Linked DNA regions of Sus scrofa: region 2 is linked to region 1. A link is a contact called in public promoter capture Hi-C data. All regions are on one chromosome and are shown on one strand. The core of a region is the stretch at or near the end of the contact, and the rest is flanking DNA. Distances in the headings are between cores, read along the strand shown.

Region 1 (3,917 bases), core at 975-3,474:
CCTGAATGAATGAGTAAATTAAAAAAACTGTTTTCTCTCATGTTTCTGTAATTCCTGAATATTCCACAATGATACAGTTCTACAAGAATAAGAAGTATTCAGGGAGTTCCCGTCGTGGCGCAGCAGAAACGAATCCGACTGGGAATCATGAGGTTGCAGGTTTGATCCCTGGCCTAACTCAGTGGGTTAAGGATCCTGTGTTGCCATGAGCTGTGGTGTAGGTCACAGTCGCGGCTCAGATCTGGCATTGCTGTGGCTCTGGTGTAGGCCGGCAGCTACAGCTCTGACTAGACCCCTAGCCTGGAAACCTCCATATGCCGTGGGTGTGGCCCTAAAAAAGGACAAAAAGACAAAAAAAAAAAAAAAGTATTTGGGAGTTCCCTTGGTGGCACAGTGGGCTAAGGATCCAGTGTTGCTACTGCAGTGGCTCAGGCCACAGTTGTGGCATATTCAATCCCTGGCCCTGGAATTTCCGAATGCCACAGCCAAAAAAATACAAGATAAAAATACAAAACAAAGACAAAAAAAGAAATATCATTTGTAACAAGCAAAACAAGAGTTCCCTTTGTGGCAGCAGTTAATGAGCCTGACTAGGATCCATGAGGTTGCGGGTTCAATCCCTGGCCTCACTCAGTGGGTTGAGGATCCTGCGTTGCTGTGTAGGGAACCTCCATATGCTATGGACTCAGCCCTAAAATGAAAAAAAAAAAAAAATTCCACAAAAAACTCCAGAAAACCAAGCAAAACAAAATAGTTGATAAAGTTTGTAAAAACTCACTGAAAAGTCTAAGCCCATTTGATTAGATTTTAAGGTCCCTCACAACCAAGTCCTAGCTAGGGTGCCTGATTCCACCTAGTTCCTAAGGCTTAAGGAGAATTACATCCAAGAGATTCTGAACTCAAGCTCTGGACTCAGGCTGCCTGAATTCCAACCCCAACTTGGCCTCCTACTTGGTGGGTGACTATGTGCAAATAATGTACAGCTCCCTAGGTCTCAATCCCATTTTACAGAATAGGGAAAATGCAATGTTTCTTCACGGAGCCATGATGTGGCATAATATACTTACTTGTGCAAAGCCCTCATCATCGAAGTTAGTTTTTTAAAATTTTATTTTACGGCCGCACCCTCGTTCTGAGCCAGGGATTGCAGCTGCGGCAACTACGGATTCTTAACCCACTGCTTCGCAGCCAGAAATCTGAAGTTAATTACCAACAATACCCATGTCCAATTACACGTTCTATATATCCTCTGATTGATGTGCCCACCATTGGAAAAAAAAAAAGGATGTCAAGTTTCATTTACTCCGGGCATTGCTCTCAGTAGCCCAGGAGTCACTCCTTCTACCTCAGTGCAGCCCTTTCTGAGAAATCACGCTGGGGAAAGAAAGAACGCTGTGGAATGCGACGATCGAGTCCCCGTCTCTGATTAAAGTTAAAGCCTCCCCTCCCTTCAAGCAATCTGGAAGCAATCCTCACCTTTCCCTCCAAAAAAGTCAGAATAGGTCCGGGATTATCCAGCATCACACAGGCAAAGACAGAAGGGCAAGAATCACTGAAGCTGGATCTCTGACCCTAACCCGGGGACCTAACCGCTCCAGGGTAAATTAACATCAAGAAGAGATGTTAATTCACTACGTGCCAGGTACTAGTTAAGACGTCAATTTGTACCATCTCTTTTAAGTCCCCAAACGATTGTATCAGGAAAGTCCTAATATCCTAATATTTTAAAGAAAAGCAACAAGAGGCACCAGGAGATTAACTCCCAACGCAAGGAAACAGAAGGGTGCGTGAAAAGTGTAGGGAGGCGGACTGGGCGAGCTGAGAGCAGGAGAACTCTCAATCCTGGGGATACGCAATTAGAGTTCGTGCCCTATCTGGGTAAAGAGACGACTCTCAATGCACAGAGGCTCTGAGTAGGGAATACACACCGCTGTCCTTGCGCCTGGGTACCTGTGCTCTCCGCCAAAGATTCTTTTCCCCTAAATCTGTTGTCAAGTCCTTGCGGCTCCCGAGCAAACATCCAGGAAGTTCAGAAGGGCCAGCTAGACTCGGAACTGACGCACCGCCCCCACAGAAAACACCAGCAAACTAACACTCGGGGAACGGAAGTGCCTACGAGTTCGCGGAGCGGCTGGACTACACTTCCCAGAATGCATCAGACCCCCGGAAGTGCAATTGGTGCGCAGAGGATCTGGACTACACTTCCCAGAATGCACCAGGCACCACCCTCCTCCCACCCACGCCCACGGAAGTGCAAGCGACTACGCGGAGCATCTGGACTACACTTCCTAGAATACCAAGGAAAACCATCGGGAGTCTCACCTTCCAGGTAGACGTGTTGGGGGCGCAGGAAGTTTCTTGCCTCCACTTCCCAGGATGCCAGGGCGGAAAGAATCCCACAGTCCCGACTTCCGTGGTGGTAGTAAGAGTCTGCTCCTGAGTCGTCCCGCGAAGGTATTCCACAGACACGACTTTTTGAAGTAGAAATCCTCCCAATTATGGCAGCAGTATTGTTGGCACGGGAGGGGGGGCGGGGGAGGAAGTGAGGAGATAAAACCTTCAAAAAATTAACTGAGGAATGACTAGGGGACGGTAGGTGATTAAAAGGAGAGTAATTTGAGTATAATCTGACAGTATAAGGCTAAAGAATAGGCGAGGTAGAATGATTTGGGTGGAAAAATGAACGAAGAAGGTATTAACCCAACTCCAGACCCTGTGGTATCACTGGTTTGGCAGGAAAAACAACTTGAAAGGGCCAAAGTGGGAGCCTGTTTTATGGAAAATTGCTTTTCCTTTATTGAGGTTATTACAATACCTACTTTGGAGGTGAAAACATTAAATTTCAGAGAAGTTAAGAAATTGTTGGAATTCCCACTGCGGTGCAGCAGAAACAATCCCTGGGTCTCACTCAGTGGGTCAGGTATCTGGTATTGCCATGAACTGTGGTGTAGGTTTCACACGTCTTGGATCCTGCGCTGCTGTGGCTGTGGTGTAGGCAGAAGTTGTAGCTCTGACTGGACCCCTAGCCTGGGAACCTCCATATGCCAAGGGTTCTGCCCTAAAGACCAAAACAAAAAAAGTACATTAATGGCTAAGGCTACTTCTTTACCTTTAATTAACGGCATTAACAATGCTGAAAATCTTGGCATTGGACTCCCAATGCCAAGGCTGACTCCCAAAGCCTATGATTTGTTTTTTTGTTGTTTTTTTTTTGGCCACCCTGTGGCATATGGAGTTCCCAAACCAGGGATCAGATCCAAGCTGCAATTACAATCAAAACTGCAGCTACAGCAACAATGGATCCTAAACCTTCTGTGCCAGGGCCAGGAATCCCAAAACACTGCCAATCCTGTGCACAGCAGGAACTCCCAAAGCCTATGATTTAATGTTAGAGCAGTGAGGAGTCTACTGGTGAGGGAAGATGTTTTGTATTAAGAGTTTTTCCTTTATATTTTCTGGTTAAAGTATCTTTATTACAATAGTAATTTAAAAACACATGTTGGAGTTTCTGTCGTGGCTCAGTGGTTGACGAATCTGACTAGGAACAATGAGGTTGCGGGTTCGATCCCTGGCCTTGCTCAGTGGGTTAAGGATCCAGCGTTGCCATGAGCTGTGGTATAGATTGCAGATGCATCTCAGATCCTGTGTTGCTGTGTTGCTGTGGCTCTGGCGTAGGATGGCAGCTACAGCTCTGATTGGACCCCTAGCCTGGGAACCTCCATATGCTGTGGGAGCAGCCCTAGAAAAGGAGAAAAGACAAAAAAATAAAAAATAAAAAAATAAAAGCACATGTTACTGAAAGCTAATTAAATATAGCATAAAGTAAAATGGGGGGGGGCGGAGCACCTAGACTCCTTCCCCTTGAAGGTAAGTTTTTTTTCTCCCTGTAAACATACATATATGTATCATCATATACA
Region 2 (4,130 bases), core at 141-2,640, 170 kb before region 1:
CTAGAAGCAAAAAAAAAAAAAAAATTCAAGATTTTATAAAGGATTTATCCCTTCCCATATTATAATGCTTTGTCTGTATCAATACAGCTCCCTCCTTTTGTCTTAGGACTCACATTTCATAATCAGCAATTAAAGCCAAGAATATGTGGAAAACATATGCTGCTGCTTTTTTTTTTTTTTTTTTTTTTTTTTTTTTTGTCTTTTTGCTATTTCTTTGGCCACTCCTGCGGCATATGGAGGTTCCCAGGCTAGGGGTCAAATCGGAGCTGTAGCCGCCGGCCTACACCAGAGCCGCAGCAACGTGGGATCCGAGCCGCGTCTGCGATCTACACCACAGCTCACGGCAACGCCGGATCGCTAACCCACTGAGCAAGGGCAGGGACCGAACCCGCAACCTCATGGTTCCTAGTCGGATTCGTTAACCACTGCGCCATGATGGGAACTCCGTGCTGCTGCTTTTTGTCCTGGTCAGTGGTTGCATCTGTTTCTTGTGTATTCTTAGCATCCATGTCCATTCATCACAGAGCGAACAGCTCAGGGAAGGTAGCAGCATCAGAGTTCTAGGTGCATTCACGCCCATGTAGAATAAAAAAAGGCAATCCGGTCTAAGTAAGGTTGAGATCCTGTACTCCTTACATTCAGTGCCCAATGTAGGTCAACGAAATTTCCTCTTAGTATTGCATTTTTTTGCCTACAAATCGCTTTCTTTATATCATTTATTCCCTTCTCCCACGTTCCCTCCTTTCCTTCCTTCCCTTTTTTTTTTTTTTTTTTTTTTATTTCCCACATTCCTAACTTATCTGGTTTCTAGGGGTATTTTTTTGGGATAGGTAGGTGGGTAGGTAAATAGTATGCTTTGGTGGAGTTTGCTTTGTTTTTGGCATGTTTGACAGAAAAAAAATTTTAGAAAAAAAGCAAAGGGGAGGCCGAACTCGACTAACAGCATAGAGTTAATTTATTCTGAGTCTCCTAAAGAGAATATCGACTATTCAATTGTTGACTACCCGAAAGAAAAAGCGCAATCTTGCGGAAAGGGCTGCCGGGAAGGAGATTCGGGAATTGCAGTTCAGAAGATGCACAAGATCAGAAACAATTACGCTCTAGAAAAGCTCTTTTAGTGCATAGTCGGCTGGAGAAAATACATAAATGCATAGTAGACCGCTCTATCTTTGGAAGCATTTCAGCTCCAGGAAGGCGGGAATTGCGGAATTCTTTCAGGACGGCGAGGCTGTGAAGTAGAATCCACACTCTCAGCACAGCAGCCGGAACTTCCGCCCTGGGAAGGCGACGAAGTGCCTGGGAATTTCGGGAAGTGTAGTCCGGCAACACTGTAGTTGGATAACTTCCGCTACAGAAAGCTGAGGCCGTGTCCCTGCTCCCGTCGGGAATTCTGGGAAGCGTAGTCCGGGGGATTTGTGTAGGCAGAGTCACTTCCGGTCCAGGTACGCGAGGCCGCGGCCTTCATTCCTCTCGGAAAGGTGAGTCTCCCACAGCTTTGCAGAGCCCCTCTCCTCGTGTCCACACTGGCCGTTCTTGGGTTTGTTGTGGGCCACTAGCGACCCTGCCCTCGACCTTGGACAAAGAATCCGCTGGCAGCGAAGGGCAGAATTGGCGCTCCCTTTGAATGAGCCTTCTGGAGCGCGGGGCTGTGGGTGCATCCCCGGTTTAGGGGCCCAGGCCAGAGCCGTAAATCGCTGGGATTGAGGGTCTTCTGGGTTCTGTACTTTCCCAACCCTTTACCCGACCACCAGCTCTAGCTGCCGCTTCCCACCGGTATAATATTAGGCGAGTATGTCAGTGTCTCTGCTTCTTTTGCTCTTCTTTAAAGTTGGTATAAGTGTCTACCTAATAGGGCTAGTCTGAGAATGTGCAGGAAAAGAATCAGAGGCTGGTTTGTGAGCAAAAATAAGTCTCTTGTTACTAGTATCTTTAAACTTCTTGAGAAGTAAGTGCTTAGTTCCCCAAAAACGTCTTTGAGCCCGGGATGGGGTCAGAGCTCCTGCCTCAGTGTCCCTGGCCTTTCTCTGATCCCTGAAGAAGGCGTGGCTGTATCTGGTTTTCTAATCATTTTTTGAATTTTTTTTTGGAAAGGGTCGCTCCTGGCTGTGGTCTGGGACGTCCACTGTAATTTATGTCGGAGCGCAAATGAAGTTCTGATTTTGCTCAGCCTCCGTTCTTTTCCCTGTGTCAACTTTAAAAAATGCACAACATGAGAATTGTGAGTTAAGTTTTATTTGAGGGCAAAATGAGGACTATAGCCTGGGAGGCAGCATTTCAGAGAGCTCAGAAAAACTGCCCCAAAGAGGTAGGATGGAGGGTCGGTATATATGTGATTTTGATGAAGGGGGAGATACGTGCAACCAAGGACACATTTGCAGAAGGCTGCTGCTAGTCTCGAGGAGCAGATGTCTCCTTGAAGGGTTTGAGTGCTTTTCTAGATGCAAGAATTGGGCTCATCAAATCTTCTCCTGAAAACATCCATCTGAAGACCTGGTCTGCCAGTTTTCCCAGGGCACCGAGTGCCTCACTCCTGATCTCCACCGTGAAGACTCTCAGGGGATGTCGAGGGTCTGCAGCTGCAGCAGCTCATGATTCAATCCACGCAGAGACTGATAGCAAGTGCCGATCTCCGGTTCACACCTGCCTTGACTTGGAAAAGGCTGCAGCAAGGAGGGAACGACCCTTTGGCTCCAGGCAGCAGAGCCTCACCTGAGCAGGACTTAGCATCCTTCTTCCTCTTTTGTCATCTTATACGCATCTTGTGTGCAATTCTTCTGCTTTCCAAGATGCCCTGATATTTGTTGAACAAATGTAGGAAGGGATGGGGAATTCATGGCTATGAGTAATAATGATGATATTTCACCATTTAGTTGAAATACTCTAGGGGTTTTACATGAATGAGCGCAAGAGCCCTCTGGAAGCTGGGGATACTGTTATTCCCATGATAAAGATGAGGAGACTGAGACACAGAGAGCATAGGTCATTTATTCTAGGTCACACAGCTACTTAGAGGCCTAAGTAGGATTTGAATTTAGGTAGTTTCAATCTTCTGCCTTAATTCTTACTGTGTTTAGTGTCAGGTTGAAAAGGCATGTTTGGGTTTTTTGTAGAGGGCCATGAAAGCTTTGGGTTTTGTTTTTGTTTTAATGACCGCACCCACTAACTATGGAAGTTCCCAGGCCAACGATTGAATCTGAGCCATAACTTCCAGCTACACTTGAGCAACACCAGGTCCTTTATAACCCTGGGATCCTGTACCTCCGCAGCCTCCCTTGCCACTGCAGTCAGATTCTTAACCCACTGTGCTACGGTGGGAACTCCAGAGCTTTGAGTTGTTGATGGGAGTGGTTTTTTTCAGTCATCTGCAAATTAACTGTATTTTATTTGAGATAATATTATACTTCATACTCTGGTTACAGAAATAATGCATGTTGTAGAGAATAAAGAACATGTATGATGTATTAAAAAAAACCATAATTACCCATAACCACATGATGTAGAGATAACAGTATTAATATTTTAATGTTTTCCATTCTGTAGAATTATTTTTGGATTTTTACTTAAGTTTTTCAAAATAGGCATCATGCATTTTATTTTCCCCTTATATTATTACTGTGGAAATTTATAAACATAGCCGAATGTAATGAAATAATGCACTTCTGTAGAACTGTCACCCCAGTTCAACCCTTGTAAACATTTGCCAGTCTTTTATCAAAAAACATACCCTCACTTACAATGTTAGTTTTTTTTTTGTTTTGTTTTTTTTTTTGCTGCACCCGCAGCATATGGAAGTTCCTGGGCTGGGGGTCAAACTTACACCTCAGCAATGACCCAAGCCGCAGCAGAGGCAACTCAGAATCCTTAACCCGCACGCCACAACTCCTCCCCTCCATTTTTTGTTCATTTGTTTGAGTGTTTTAAAGCAAGGCCCCAACATTGAATCCATATGATAGTGATTGATTTATTGTCATAAATGCCAAGAAATGACTTGTCGTACATTGTTTGTATCCAAGACCAAGAAAGGGAGATATTAGCAGCTACTCTGAGGATTTTATTTTGCAGCTTGGAGAATGGCACACACTTGAGAAAACGAGGATATGAGAGCACTGCACCCTGAAGAGGGATGGTGA

The links. Promoter capture Hi-C pulls out the DNA fragments that hold promoters and counts their contacts.
Region 2: a contact with region 1 is called in a promoter capture Hi-C map of liver, with 7 times the contacts expected there. The contact joins the promoter of ZNF112 here to the promoter of LOC110260999 in region 1. A contact is called at or near these places in 2 of 5 promoter capture datasets (fetal skeletal muscle and liver) and 7 of 47 Hi-C or Micro-C datasets (embryonic fibroblasts, heart right ventricle, liver and 3 more).

The regions. Positions count from the first base shown.
Region 1 is chr6:50,771,056-50,774,972 of Sscrofa11.1, reverse strand. It overlaps LOC110260999, which reads left to right and starts at 2,224. Exons shown (of 2, transcript XR_002344680.1): 1 at 2,224-2,454. It overlaps LOC100737582 (zinc finger protein 226-like), which reads right to left and starts at 2,088. Exons shown (of 13, transcript XM_021097546.1): 1 at 1,929-2,088.
Region 2 is chr6:50,941,233-50,945,362 of Sscrofa11.1, reverse strand. It overlaps ZNF112 (zinc finger protein 112), which reads left to right and starts at 1,390. Exons shown (of 12, transcript XM_021097547.1): 1 at 1,390-1,478.